Regions from separate parts of the Mus musculus genome. Here region 2 is linked to region 1. The links are chromatin contacts, called in public promoter capture Hi-C maps. All regions are on one chromosome and are shown on one strand. The core of a region is the stretch at or near the end of the contact, and the rest is flanking DNA. Distances in the headings are between cores, read along the strand shown. Region 1 holds the start of Zfp180 (zinc finger protein 180). Region 2 holds the start of Zfp109 (zinc finger protein 109).

Evidence for each region. Capture Hi-C pulls out chosen DNA fragments and counts their contacts.
Region 2: a contact with region 1 is called in a promoter capture Hi-C map of liver. The contact joins the promoter of Zfp109 here to the promoter of Zfp180 in region 1. A contact is called at or near these places in 1 of 39 promoter capture datasets (liver), 3 of 484 Hi-C or Micro-C datasets (embryonic stem cells and nephron progenitors), 2 of 115 datasets of contacts at active chromatin or transcription factors (bone marrow-derived macrophages and embryonic stem cells) and 3 of 9 other capture datasets (adipose tissue, liver and pancreatic islet).

The regions. Positions count from the first base shown.
Region 1 is chr7:24,080,326-24,083,447 of GRCm38.p6, reverse strand. It overlaps Zfp180 (zinc finger protein 180), which reads right to left and starts at 1,551. Exons shown (of 5, transcript NM_001045486.2): 1 at 1,210-1,551.
Region 2 is chr7:24,236,012-24,239,299 of GRCm38.p6, reverse strand. It overlaps Zfp109 (zinc finger protein 109), which reads left to right and starts at 1,702. Exons shown (of 4, transcript NM_020262.3): 1 at 1,702-2,217; 2 at 2,625-2,682. The coding sequence starts at 2,668.

The DNA of each region.
Region 1 (3,122 bases), core at 302-2,801:
GGACTGATTAACTGAAAACAATACTGGGTCTCCTGGTTCAAGAACCAGGACCTCCAGGCTGCTCTAGTGTGAACCCATTTCCTCCGAATCGAAATGCTCCCTCCTAGAAGGAGAAGGGAGGCTCCTAAGACTCAGGAAGCAAACAAAACTTAAAAGATCTCAGAAGCTGAAACTTTAAAGATACACACACACACCCTTCCTTAAGATTATACATGCAACAGCGAAGGCTGAGGAGGAGGTACCCTGCCCAGATGAGCTGCTTTGGAGTCTTGTAGGCACCTCCAGAGACGCAGCTTCCCTGAGTCATCACTCCCGTGGGCTTTTCAGTGCCATAGCTGACTCATCCTGCTCCTGTAAGAAACCCTTCACTCATACTTCCGTAGGGAACAACAATAAACCCACTGGCTCACTGGGCTAAACAGCGGCCACTGCTCTGCTTGGCTGTCATGCCTGGTCTAGGAACAGAAGCCACATACATCTCCAACAAACAGGACACCCCCAGGCTTGCAAGAACAGTGTCTGCCCAGGTAGGAGAACCACGTCTTCAGAACGTAGGCTGGTGATTCCGACACCAACACTTGCTCACGAATACAGTGTGGGCTTAGATCTAGTACAGAAACAGTGGCATGGTTCCTCTCTTTGGGAAAAAGAGTCTGTGCATTGGAAGGCTCTCCACTAAATACGCAGGGGAGGAGGGGAGTTCCTGGTACTTTTGTACGTACACAGAGGAAACTGCTCAGGTCACACCCACCTCTGCACCTACCCTCAGGGTCTCTCCCTACCCTCAGAGCTGATTCTGCATATGCACCTAGGGCCACCAGAGTCAGTTATTAGGAGCTGTTGGTGACACACCCTGTCACCTTAGAGGCCCCGCCACAATGTCTCTCTGTGGCGATAATACCTCTTTTAAAACTTTTTTGTCTAAAACGCAAGGCACCTTAGTGTCCCCTCGGGCCTTTCAATTATCTGCCCTTTGCCTAGGCCCTGTTTTCCATCCTTTTGGACATCCTCGGTCCCACAGTCCCACCACACAAAACCAACCATCCGCGCATGCGCACAACTGTGCACTCTTTACAGCCTCCCGAGACCCTGAGTCCTATTCTGAGGCACAGGAACCCCAAGTCACTGACACCAACGCGTCCAGATTCCCGCCTAGACCCTGCGCATGCGCACATCGACCACTGTAAGCGTCCCACATCTAACACCAACCTGGACGTCCGTGAGCCCGTGGTGAGGACCGGGGCGGGTCTGAGCCACTCACGACTCAGCGTCAGAACGAAACTGTGCTCACCGCTTCCTGCCCCGATCCTGAAGCACACCCGGCATGACTCGAGTGGCGGGGGTCTGGCTTCCACTTCGAGTCAGCATCCGCCAGGTCGCTCCGTGTAGACTGAGCCCAGCCACAAAGCTGAGCCATAGAAGACGCCTTCACACACATACACACACACACACTCACACGCACGCACGCACACACACAAACACATACAAACACACACACACACTCACACAAATGGCTGCACTGCCGGCTAAACCCGGAAGTAGGGGGTTATCAGCTCAATGGAACTACAATTCCCAGAACTCTCAGCGGCTTACGCAGCCGCTGTCAGAACTCAGCGCCAAGGGGCGAGGCCTCGAACTCGAGTGAGGCTGCGCAGTCCATCCCAGTCCTTTCAGGGTGGTGGCCAATGGGAAAGTCCTCTTGTAAGCCAAGATTGAAGCTGGCTTTGACACTGCCAAGTCTGGAAGACTAGCGATGTCCATGTTGTACAGTTCAAAAAGTTCTAATCATGCGGGCAGAATGGCTCAGCAGATAAAGGCGCTTTGCCGCCAATCATGATGATACGAGTTGGATTCCCAGAACCCCGTAAATAAATAAATCTAATCGCCCCACCTCCAATCCCCCACACACTATATAACTCTGTCTGGCCTGGAATTTACAGATGACCACCTGCCTCTGCTTCTCAAATGCTGGGATTAAAGGTATGAACTATCACACCCATCTTTTAAAAACTGATTTTTTATTTAATAGCTGTCAGTGTTAGGTCTCAAAGAAACCCAGGACAAATGGCTAAGGTGCCTGTTAACATATCCGGGTAAATGTTGGCTAGCTCTCCCAGCATCCCACTCCCTAACCGGAACCTCTCCTTTCCCCAGCTTTTCCTTTCAACATAAACTCATACATATTGGCTACGAGGTCTCCTGGTTCCCACACTTTTGATCTCTCCATCTTTGGCTCCTCTTTTTGCTCCCTATAATTAGCATATTAAAATGCCTTTTAGACATGTAAAAAATAATTAGCTTAGGACTCCTGCTCCACCCAAGGCTACACCTGATAACCAGAACTCAGAGACATCACTCCCTCATAATAACCAGATACAGTCTTAGAACCCCACTGGACAGTAATACACGCAGAGACCTAGAGCAATGCTTTGCTCTGCACATTTGGAGAGGCACCATCTTGATCTGCCCTATGGATAGAGATTCTCCGCCCAGGATCCTGAAGATCGAATCAGAGACTTCTGTTCTGGACCTCCAACACTTTTACATTCAGCTAAGATACATCACCCAGGTGAACAGCACTGGGGAGATAGTTGGAAACATAGAGTTTGAATTTTGTGTGATGACCCTCAGCATAATAAAACATATCTTTTGATATACTAACTATATGTGTTTACCTTCTTGGTCACGAAACTCCCTCTCCTCTTTCACTCTCTCCCCCCACACTCACTCTCCACTCATGGCTCCGTTCAGTCTAGACCCTTCCATGCCTCTGACTGTTCTCGGCCTCACAGTTTAAGCATACCTCTTTTTCTTTTTTCATTTATCTGATGCCCATAACCCGGGATTGACATAAGTGAGTTCCCTCTGAGGGACTCGGCAGCTCTGAACCAAGCTGTGGATCTGGCTCTCTAAGGTATGTATGTATCATTTATTTCTGCTGGCTCCTACCATTCACCAAACTTGACTCCAAATTCTAGAGTCTGCCTCTTCAATTGCTTTCTAGCCATGTGTCCCTCCTTGTCTACTCCACAAGTGTCTCTCTGGCTCCTGCAGCCTGGTAAGCCCTCCAGTGACCTCGTGGCATTTGCCATAAGGCATAAAGACATTTGCCCCCCCCCCCC
Region 2 (3,288 bases), core at 453-2,952, 160 kb before region 1:
AGTTAGAGATAGATGTTAGCAAGCCCCGGGGGTCAGCGACACCACAAGAAAACCTACAAAGTCAACAAACCTGGGTCCATGGGGACTCACAGAACCTGGATCACCAACCAGGGAGCATGCACGAGCTGGACCTAGACCCCCCCTACACATTTGTAATAAATGTGCACTTTGGTCTTCATGTGGGTCCCCTAATAAGTAGAGAGAGAGCTATCTCTGACTCTGCTGCCTACCATTGGATTACCTTCCCACTACCTGTCTGTCTTGTTGGGCTGCAGTGGGCGAGGATGTGCCTAGTTCTGCTGGCACTAGATATCCCAGGGCAGGGTGATACAAAAGGGGGGCAGTGAGGGAGGAGGGATTTGTAAGGGTAGAATTGTGCTGAGAGGAGGGAGGGGGCTGTGATTGGGATGTAAAGTGAATTAAAAAACCAATAAATTATTGAAAAAGAGACAGAGGGAGAAAGGGTATAGGGGAGGTGGGGTAAGTAGAGAGGGAGGCAGAGAGAAGTGCCTAGGTGGTGTCTCTTCACAGCAATAGAATGTTGACTCAGATACTCTGTGTTTGACCACTAGGTCATTCCTCCAGCCCCTCACTGGGGGATTCTATGTAGGGACTCTGACTTTGCTGTGGAATCGAGTTCTTATAGTTGTGAAGTAAGTTTTAGCTTTTATAATACAGTATAATATGGGACTTCAATGTTTTAAAAAAGTATCCACAGCTGGTCATGGTGGCCTACCCCTTTAATTCCAACACTTGGGAGGCAGAGGCAGGCAGATCTATGAGTTCGAGGATAGCTGGTCTACACAGGGAGTTCCAGGACAGCCAGGGCTACACAGAGAAACTGTTTAGGAAAAAAAAAAAACAAAAACAACAAAGAAAACAAAACAAAAACAAAAAAAGAAAAGAAAAGAAAACAGTATCTATAGTTGTTGTTCATGAGGGTGTTGTTTGCCTCTATGACGGTGCTCCTCCACCTATTCACCCACTCTGCCTTCCCCCTCTGACATCCCCTACTCTGGGGCATCAAGCCTCCCTCTTCTCCCACTGATGTCAGATGGGGCCATCCTCTAATACATATGTATCTAGAGCCATGGGTCCCTCCATGTGTACTCTTTGGTTGGTGGTTTAGTCCCTGGGAGCTCTGGGTGGTCCAGTTAGTTGATATTGTTCTTCTTATGGGGTTGCAAACCCCTTCAGCTACTTCAGTCCTTCCCCTTGCTTTTCCATTGGGGTCCCCGGGGCCAGTTCGACGGCTGGCTGTATTTGCAGGTGTTGGTAGAACCTCTCAGGAAACAGCCAAACCAGGCTCCTATTAGTAAGTACTTCTTATCATCAGAAATATTGTGGGGATTTGGTGTCTGCAGGTGGGATGGATCCCTAGGTGGGGCGGTCTTTCCTTCAGTCTCTGCTCCATTTTTTTGTCCCTGTTTTTCCTTTGGACAGAAAGATTTCACGGTTTAAAATGTTGAGATGTGAGGATGGCTCCATCCCTCAAATGGGTGTAACCTTTCTAAGGAAGGTTTCTGATGGTGTCCTAGATGTGCTCCAAAGCCAGGCACTTTTGCTGACGCATTCTGGGAACTGTAGTTCCGGCGCCTGTGTAGGTCGAGGTCGCTTCCGCTCCGGGAGGCATGGTTACCTCCGGGTGTGCCAGGGAGGGGAGACGTGGAGGGTCCCGCGCCCCTTCAGGTGCCGCCGTGTTCCCTGAGTGTCCCGTGGGGACAGAGTCTGTGGACCGGGAGAAGCAGGCAGTGGTGGTGGCTGCGGCGGCGACCGGTTCTCTCTAGCTGGGCTCTTCCTGAGGTGGCGCTGCCAGGGATTCCTGGACCCATCTCAGCTGCTCCTGGAGCCCCGGGGAGAGTCTAGCTTCCCATGGGAGCCTGGTAGAGGAGCTGTGGTGACAGATGGCCAGTGTCCTAAAGCCTTAAGTGGTACGCAACTCTGGTTTTGATGTGACTTTTTTTTTTGCATTTATTTATTTGTTTATTTACTTAAAGAGTGGGGCGTGCCACAGCTTATAAAAAGTGGGAGTAGAGTCACTCCTCCACCATGTGGGGTCCAGAGACTCGAATTCAGCTGACCAGGCTCCACCACAGTACATGTACTCCTTGAGCCATATCGCAGGGGCAAAAACTCCCTTTTAAAGAAAGGGTTCAGGTTTTTGTTGGTCCTTATTTCATGCACGCGGGAATGGAGACTTTTTGGAGGCTTTTTCAGGTGAGCGACCTTCACTAGAATGTCAACCTTTTAGTGGTAGAGACAGAGGACTGGGAAGGGGGAGGGATTTCACTCCCGTGTATAGAAACAAGTATGTGTAAAATAGCCATCAAATTAACAGGCCCGTCTGAGAGTGACGGTCAGTTTTGACAGCGTTCATTAGAGAGTTCAGAGCTTAAAGAATTGCTTTTCTAGAAAACCCATCACCACAGGCGGCTTTGTGAAGGTAGGAGTACCCAGTATTCCTGAAGCTTCCAGAAACAGAGAATGTGGTGAGTCTGGTAACCCGGGAGCTTAGTAGAAAAGCCTGGTCAGCGCGCACAGCCCTTGGGGCTGATGGAGAAGCTGAGGAAGCCATGTGGAACAACTGTCCTAGCAGTGTTCTCACGAAGCCCTTCCTCCCCCAGCTTGCTTCCCAGAGCCCTGCCTTGTCTCAAAGAGAAGAGAACAATGACCAAGTTACAGGTAAGTCGGGTTGCTTCCCCCATCCCCACAGTGCTAGGGATTGGAAACAGGACCCCTGCATGCTGAGCAAGTGCTCTGCAGCCACCATAGCCTATTTGACAAGGTCCAGGCCACGGAAGGACCCTGTTCCCAAAACAAACAAAAACCCTAGACAGCACCTGAGGAAGGACACCAGAGGTTGGGCTGTAGCCTGTACATACATGTGTACCCTTGTGTACATATGTACACTCACATGCATGCACACATGTATACACACATGCACACAGAAAACTGCTCACCCTCACTTCCTGCATTGGACTTCCTGAGCATTCATATCCTGAACAACCAGGGAGCGTCTGGCTTCCGCACAGCTTCTGTGGTTGACCCAACTCAGATGATGAAGGAATGAAGAAAGGACAGACACACAGACATGTGTACAGACAAGCTGGGATCGAATGAGCTGTGTGCTCTGATGGAGACTCCCCAGCAGCCCTGAAACTCAGCGCATTTATTAGACACCGCTGAGCACCCAGGAGCCATGATTCAGGAAACTGCAGCATGAATACAAATGCACGGGTATTTTACATGGAGTTCAGCCAAGCTCCCCAGCTACACAGTACCCTCAGC